2 separate regions of the Acanthopagrus latus genome follow, and region 2 is linked to region 1. A link is a contact called in public Hi-C data. All regions are on one chromosome and are shown on one strand. Each heading gives the region's core, a stretch centred on a gene start, on an enhancer-like site or on the middle of the called end of the contact. The rest is flanking DNA. Distances are from core to core; before and after follow the strand shown.

What was found. Hi-C and Micro-C count contacts between places; a contact is called where the count stands out from the background.
Region 2: a Hi-C map of muscle shows a contact between it and region 1, with 2.4 times the contacts expected there. The contact joins the promoter of pias4a here to the promoter of LOC119028428 in region 1. A contact is called at or near these places in 2 of 4 Hi-C or Micro-C datasets (liver and muscle).

What each region holds. Positions count from the first base shown.
Region 1 is chr11:10,671,723-10,676,045 of fAcaLat1.1, forward strand. LOC119028428 (elongation factor 2-like) reads left to right here and starts at 2,528. Exons shown (of 13, transcript XM_037114393.1): 1 at 2,528-2,680; 2 at 3,739-3,953. The coding sequence starts at 2,678. It overlaps LOC119028431 (a long non-coding RNA gene), which reads right to left and starts at 3,730. Exons shown (of 3, transcript XR_005077706.1): 1 at 3,374-3,730; 2 at 1,477-1,603; 3 at 1-879.
Region 2 is chr11:10,855,713-10,859,958 of fAcaLat1.1, forward strand. pias4a (E3 SUMO-protein ligase PIAS4-A) reads right to left here and starts at 2,775. Exons shown (of 11, transcript XM_037114844.1): 1 at 2,648-2,775; 2 at 168-549; 3 at 1-55. The coding sequence starts at 2,674.

The DNA.
Region 1 (4,323 bases), core at 1,278-3,777:
GTAATTGCATCTATTCTGAATGTTGGAGCGAAAAAAGAAATGGTCTTACAGGCTCCATTTGTTGCAGCCTCCACTAAATCCTTGTGTTAAACAGCACCTTTCCTCAGAGCTGACATGAGGTAGAAAAACCTATCTACCTGAAGACTGTGTGAATTACAAAGACTCCTGGATCAATGAGCTCTTGACAAGTAACAATACATTTCATCATTCATGTTCCCTTGGTTCATTTCCTCTGAGAGTTTAAAACAAACACGTCCTTTGAAGGTAAAAAGAATATCAGTCGTCGGTCGTCTCCCTCTACACCAGATTGTCAGTTCTCAAACAGCTTATTGTGTTGTTTCTCCATCCCGTTCTCTGCATATGTACCTAAAAGCCACTGGGGATGTATAACCAAAAGTCATGCTTGAGTAAAAGAGACGTTGTGCTAAAAAATCATGTTGTTAAAAGTGAAAGAATAAAACAGCAGAAAATGTACTTAAGTAAAGCAGAAATTGTACTTGCAGCACTTGAGCGAATCTACTGGGTTACATTCCATCACTGACAGCCACAGAGTTGGTGAAAGCCTTGATTATGAGACAAACAGGGTCCAATTAAAGCAACAGAAGGAGTCTCATAGTCAGACTAGTTTAACCGGAGATTGGAGGTGTATTGATTCCAGCACGATCAAAGAAGACATCTATCAGTTTTTCACACTGATTGCATCGATTCCATGATGAAAAGTATTGTTGACCTTGTCTTATTGTCTTAAACGTCTCTGTGAGTGCAACATAATCACTGCCTCACTCAGTGTAGCGTGAAATGATCATCCCAATAGCACAGTTCGTGGGACTGGAGTGCTGGAAGCTGAAGTTTCTGGAAGTAAAGCTGGGGCACCATCTGCTGGAAGAATAAAATAATGTTGTGAAGAATCCAACAATGAAAAATGAAATATCTGACGCAACACAACACTATTACATGTTTTTTTTCATCAACAGGATGGATTAGTGATCATTTCTGACCAGTGTTTTCTTTCATAACGCAGGATTAATATTGTTTCATAATAATTTCATGCCGATAAGTATGTGTTTTCCATAGTTATTAAGCACTTTATACCTGTTTGCTCTTTTTGCAAGAGAAGGCAATAAGCACAGGGATTAATTACAGAGCAGGCGCAGTACGTGATCAACCGTATACCATAAAAATACAGTGGAGTAAATGGTGCATTGTGGGCCTGTCAATAATAATGCTGAGACATAAACTATCTTAAAATGAAGATACTCTAGTAGAGTAGGTCTACAGGTATTGCTTAACTCAAAATTGTACTCGAATACAGTATTTGAGCAAATCTACTTACTTAGATTCTAGCTTTACTTAGATAATTCAAGGAATCTTGTGTGTTGCAGATCTGAGTCACTTAATTTTGGACATTTAGCACTAAGATTTGATTACCACCAAGTTACAAAGGGAAAAAGATAAGTTAGGAATATTATCACCCACATTTACATAACTGGCGTGAGGGACTTGCAGCAGGCCACCTGTAGCTGATGACCAGAACATGCATATAAGGTCGTTTAAGGACTTGTTGTATGATGCCACATGTTCACCAGAATGGATCACTAGCCACCTAGTGGAAAGGAGGAGGAAAAAAAGGAAGTCTTATAAAAAATGTGGATACAAAACACCCTGAACAGGAAAAACAAGTGAGCGGCCTGAATACTTCGGGCAGTCTATAGTAGAACCCCATTCAAGAAATACTTTTTTTTTTTTTCACTGACTCTGAGTTGCAAAAGTGTGTTAAATACCTGAAAGAATAGTATTATAGGTTTTCTTTCTTTCAGTTCATCAGCGTTTAAATTTTCCTGGTCAAAAAATAACAAGAAAATGCAGTTTACATTTGTTGATGGAATGTAACACAGCTCATTGCAGTGTATTTGAGTTTCATTGTTTTGATATTTGCATTTGTTTCTGTAAGAGATGGTAAAATATATATATATATATATATATATATATATATATATATATATATATATATATATATATATATATATATATATATATATGAATAAAAACGAAGTATGAGCAGATGCAGCAAAAATCCAGGAACTTTATTATTTTCCATGAGCAATATGTGGAATTTCAGGGTTAGAAAAAGGACTATTTGGTGTAAATTAAATTCAGGCATCATAAAAGAATGTCGCTGGTGTCTGAAGCAAGTAAGACATACTGTACTATGAATTGTGGAAATTCAGTTGGCTTCTTGGTGAGCCATTCCTTCTCTGTATTATTTAAAAGAGATGTGAGTTTAATCATATAAATGCAATTTACAAGTTATATTCATTGATATACAATTTTAAAAAGCATGTTATAAAGCTACTGATGCATTAACAAATGTCTTGCAGGATTCATAATTAGCCATAATTAGTTTTATCATCAATGGCTGTAGTGATTTAAATAAATATTTAACTCGGATGAATGATGATGAAGCTCCTTCGACTCCATAGACAACCAAACTTGAGATCACGAGCCGAAGCAGCGTGATGACATTTGTACGTGAAGACGCACAGGAATGACGCACGTATTATAAAGGCCTGTTTTCTGACGTCAGCGGCCTCTTCCCTGCCTATGCCCTCGTGAGGTGGGCAGCGTAAAATTTCCTGTCTGATTTCGCCACCAAGCGAATCCAATACCATCCGCCAAAATGGTGAGTTTGTCACATTTCTCCGAGTGATGATTAAGTTATGGGACACAAAAGGTGTCTTCGATGTTAGTATTTGTAATTTTGCGAGGGCACTTTGACGGATGCTACGCTACTTGCATGTCCGATCTATGGACCGGGCTTTGATCAAAATGGCAGCCATTTCGTGTTCTGCAACGTTGTCCGCTATATGTAATTATTGATTAAAAAATCAACTTCTGAATTGTTGCTGGATTTTTCCCTTGTTTACCTCTTTGAAAACATGTTCTGAATGGTGATATGCCGGCCGGCCCTTTTGTACAGGCTGAAATGGCTGACGTTGGGTGCCACTACTTGGCTAACTTTTACCATTGGTGGCCGCTTTGTAATTAAGCGTTGAGTGTTTTCTATGAATTCTTGTTAAGACCAAGACTAACGTAGCTGTATCTGGACATTCGTGTTTTTTAAAAGGCCGCCTCGATGTAGTGTCAGCGATTTGTTTTTGACGTTGTAAGGCGGGGGAACACTTGCCGGCATTTCGTGTTTCTGGCCCGACCGGCTAATTTAGCTTTCAAGCCCGTGTTAGCATCTAGCATAGTGTCAAAGTCTGTACACGTGGCCTACAAGAGCCGACACATTGTGCCGGCTATTAACGTGGTTCAACGTATTTATACCAACTGTTATTCAGTTGTCATCGCAGTCAGAATATCAGCAGCTCACCGTCTGAAATGTTAAACATCGTCAGCGAGCTGTAATAAATTTCTGTTAGGTGTAGCTGACGGTAACGTCACAGCTGATGTGATGCTGATGGCGGACACAACGCCCTGGTGGAAATGCTGCACAGTTGACGTTGCGTCAGCAGTAATTTTCGATAAGCTGTGGGTGCAGTTAGTGTGAGGCCAAGTTAAATAACAATTGTGTGCGCACTGAAACAAATGACGACTTGAAAATCAGCGTCCATGAGTTATAACGGGGATATCCTAGGCTGGTGTATATTAAGGCTCCTTTGCGACCTTTTCTCTGATTTGTCAGGTGTTTGTGTTTCCTCTTTCTGTGAATGTTCTAACTTGATTTTGCCCCCTCAGGTGAACTTCACAGTCGACCAGATCCGTGCCATCATGGACAAGAAGGCCAACATCCGTAACATGTCTGTGATTGCGCACGTCGACCACGGAAAGTCAACTCTGACGGACTCGCTTGTGTCGAAGGCTGGCATCATTGCCTCAGCTCGTGCTGGAGAGACCCGTTTCACAGACACACGGAAAGATGAACAGGAACGTTGTATCACCATCAAGTCAACGTAAGTATCTTGTGTCCCCACTGTTTTTGCAGTGTGAGCATTTTGTAGCAAGCAGATTTATGTAAAGGGTGGTGTGTATTTTTAAACACATCTTTTATGCAGCACCTCCCCATTTAATTCAAAATGTACTTGTGTTGTGGTCTAGCTTCTAATAATTGTTATATTGCACATACTGTAATGTTACAGCTAAACACTTGCAAAGTATGCTGTTGTGAACATGAACACAACTTTGACTACTGTTCTGCTTTGACTTTTTACTGTTATGGTACTAAAAAAAAACAATTGGCAGACTTCAATTTGTGAAGTTTTATTCTAGTTAATGTGAAGTCGTTAGACTTTGACAGTGCTATATTGGGAGGCATTGTATGGA
Region 2 (4,246 bases), core at 1,525-4,024, 180 kb after region 1:
GGTGTTAACTCAAATATGCATTGACTGTCCTGCAGTTTCTCATTGTTGTGGGCAACTGTAAATATGTGTAGAGAAAATGTAGTTGAGTTGTTTAGTTAGGGACATAGCATTTCTATAAAACAAAGGATTAAAATGCAAGGACACAGAAATGTCAAACTTATACTCACTTAGTTCTGTTGGTGGCAACAGTGTCTCCAAAGTTTGGTAAAAGGGCAGTGGCACCAACTTAACCTCTGGTGCGGGTGTGGGGATCGGTTTGGAAATTCCATTGAGGTAGTCTGCGCCCTGAGAGGTGGCAGTGGGGGAGGAGCTGAGGGATGAGTAGGCGACTGAGATGCCCTCTGGACGCCGTGCCGCAAGCCAGCCGGATGTTTTGGGGAAGCGCGACTCATAGAGCTGTCTGACATTCTTCAGAAGCTCTGGGCTGTATTCGGTCTGCACTAGCCTCAGTGCACGCCCCACCAGGTCCTGTTTCAGCCCACTTTTGCTGCGGCCCATTGAGGCCAGCAGCGTCTGCAGGTCTGAGACCCGGAAACTTTTGACCATGTTCTAGAGGGGAACAAGAAAAAAAGAAGATTAGGAACACAACACAAGAACAATGAAAGCTGTAGATATTGAAGATCTGAGTGACAGTGCAGTGAATTTACAAATCCAGACTGAATTTGAGAGCCAAGGCATATTGATACTTGATTGAAATTCAAACTAATTTACTACAGTGCTAATGGCTCTGGATGTATTTGACCTGTGACTCTGAGAACTCCACAATTTTCAATATATATTCTTTTCTCAATTACTGAAGCTCTTTTTCAAGGTAATCACAGTCTGATGTTCTACAGCATCACTCTCACTGTGAGAAAAAATCATTGTCTATCTATGTGACAAAGTTGAAAAATATGTTCCATTACATTACGTTTTTGATCTGTGAAATTATCTAGTGAGTGTATCAAGTTCCTAAACATAGTCTCAAAAAAAGAAGCAGAAAATGTCAAAATGGATTGAGTGATTCAATTCCTTGTGGAATTCTTGCCTACAACCCATCTAATAACTTTGTCCATGACAGGCTTGACGCAAATATCTGCACTTCTATGTATGTATGCATTTAACAGGACATAGCAGTGTCTGATTCCTGCTAAAATTAGCCTTTATCCTTAGTCACTTTAATCCTACAGAGGCTTGAACCTGTCTCGTAATTGGAGGGATAAGTAAGCTTCTAGAGAGATTTTGATTATTCCCTTCTTAAAAAACGGTGGTACCATAAACCAAAATTCCAGAAAACTGAAACGGTTACAATGTATGACTGGACCTCCCACTACACACTTAATAGGTCATGTGAGGCATACAAACATATAAAACCCACTGACAAATTGGACTGTGATTAATCAGAGGGTTTTAAGAAAAATGTTTCAAGAAGAATCACAAAACACTTTTAAACACAATACCAAATGAAATATCTGGTAAAAGCTAGAGTTTGGATCTTTATTTGGAAAGAGACAGGTTTAGTTTGCCTTGTGTGATATTTACACGTCTACCGAAATGTAAAACCAATCAACTTCCACAAAATGCAGCGTCTTGTCAGTGTGCCCTAACACTGCTGGAGAGCATGTTTTTTTTTTAATAAATCGATTCAAGTGACGTCTAAACTTCGAGCGGAAGTGAAACCACAACAAGCCCATTTGTTTACTTTTTGAGCGCACTAAATCAAAGTGCAGACGGAGACACAGTCAAATACAAATGTAACCTTCAGTGTGACACGTGTTTAACATACTCGACATTACGAGTCCACATTTCGATTAGCAGAACTAAATGTGTATATAACACTATAACACTTAGATAAAGCTCTAAGTGGAATCGATGATCCCATTACAGGACACATATGACAAAACATATCGCCTGTAGGCGGATGCTGATTTAAAATGCAGCAACAACACAGAGTATACAATCTTGATTGTGGAGCAAAACACGAATTATTGTTGGAAAAACCTGAGCGGCGTAGCATTAGCTTTGTCTGACATTGTTGCGTTGGACATCAGTAGCACAACAGCTTTGTGTCTAGATTTATTCTTTTTTTAAAATGTAGCTGCCAATCGGGCTTCTGTTGAACACGCTGTGCAAAAATGCCGCGATCAAGTCAGTAATGTTGCAGTTTCTCTAGCCTCATGTGAATATTACCAATGTAGCCTGCGCTTAGCAGCTGGCTAGCTTCTCCACAGACTGGGCTGTCGGTATTCAATCATTGCAACTGGACATTTTGACAGGTGCACAGCTTCATAAACTAACAGGCTAAATACAGACAGACATGACTGTGAGTCAAATGACATCAAATATTGTCGCGCTGGGAAGTATGTTAGCTGCGAACCCCCAAGTGTATTCATGTTCACATCATTCATTTTCGGTGTCTTCCTTCAAAGCCAGCGTGATGCTAGCTGGACCAACGCACTTGCATAGTTAACGTTACCTAGCAGGCTAGCTATGCTAGCACCACAGGCTAGTTCGTTTCGTCGTGACTGTAATACGCCACATTTGTGAGAGTACAAACTCTTCACTATATTCACACAAAGCCGGCAGTTTCCCCTCAACTATGCTGGGTTTCAAATCATACTCCCGCGCCCGTCTTCCATCAAACCAAAGCTAGCCAAGCTCTACTTGCCATCGCTTCCACCAGTTCGGCCGCCATCTTCCTGCAGCAGTACCGCGAGAGTCAGAGGCGGCTGCTAGTGTTTCACCAATGAAACGCAGAGCCTGCTTTGATAGACGGGTAGCCTCGACCAATCACAGTGAGGTTTGAAGCAGAGCCCTACGGGCTGCATGTGAAATGGGCGGGATCACAGTGTTTTAAAGTTACAGTTCAACTTTTTAAAAACACTAAGAGACAGGTCTCATTTCCAAAATAGGCCTCAGCGTCGATAGTTTATACCACGTGTGAAATTATTTTGATACCCGTGATGTTTCGGTTTAATAGTATTGAGGTATTGTGAACGTTTATCTTAAAAACGGCTTTAATTCAACATGGATGTAAAGTATGGGGTGTCAAGTGGACGGGGTCGCATGGTGTGTTCAAGCCCCGTCCGAGCAAAAAAATCCATTTCAGGGTCCGCGCCGGCTGTGAGATGTGGCGCTGATGCTTTGTCTAAGGTATGCTCATAATTTAATTAAAACGAGTAATTAACTAAATACACGTACATGTCAAAGTAAAGAGCAGTCACTCCCTGTCCAAAACGCAAGAAGCATATTGTGTCACACTTAAAGCAAAATGTAAATAGGCATACCAAGAACACACTTGTACTCCCTGTCGTGATCCAGCCCTGCTTTTCCAGCAGCTCCTCATATGTGGCAAAGAATAGCCTCATGGAAACACACAAATCAATTGAAGGAATTGCAGTATCATGTAATAACATGGTGTGTTTTGTTTTGGCTTTACTTGGATGCGAAACGTCAATAAGACAATGCTGTGCATTCAGTAGGAGAGCAGGCTTGTGTCACTATTGCTGCTGGATGGAGAATGTTATATTTGATTATGTTTTAATGAGTACAGCATGCAGTAAATGATATAGGAAATATAGGATTGAGTTAAATTTTTTATAGAGCTTTTTGAATATAGTTCACAAAGGCAGTACCAAATACATTAACCAGTACAATACAAGCTATATTTTTTACAATTATGTGATATTGGTTTAGACTTTTTAAATTAATAGAACATAAGCCTACATATAAATTAATATAGCTAATTACAACTCAAAAAGCTTGGTACTGTAAAGTCAGTGTAGTGTTCTCTTTTGTGCATGTAAAACGTGTTCTATTATCTAAACAGAAGAGGGCAATATGGTTCAGGATTTGACCTGACTGGTTTAATTCATTTCCTCACTAAAACTGGCAGAACAAAGTAGATCACTCCGGATACTGTGCTATTACTGTTGTCTGGGCTAATGTGATGGGTTGTGTTGTATCCTATTTTGGAGGGATTTCAATCTCCACAATTCTATGGTGTTCAAGTTAATCAGTGGAACTTCATACAAAGGTACTCAAAACACTCAAAAAGACCTTTATTTGTGTCAGATCACAGAGATTTTAAAGTTATAAATCATGGTAAAAATGGACATTGTTAATGTTTTCCATTTGATATGACACTGTAACTGTGTTAATTGCATCTTGGATTTAAAAGATTGCTCTGAAATTGTTATAAACAGAGTCACCGGACAGATACAAGCAGGAGACAAAATATATATGTGCAATTTTACGTGTAAATGTT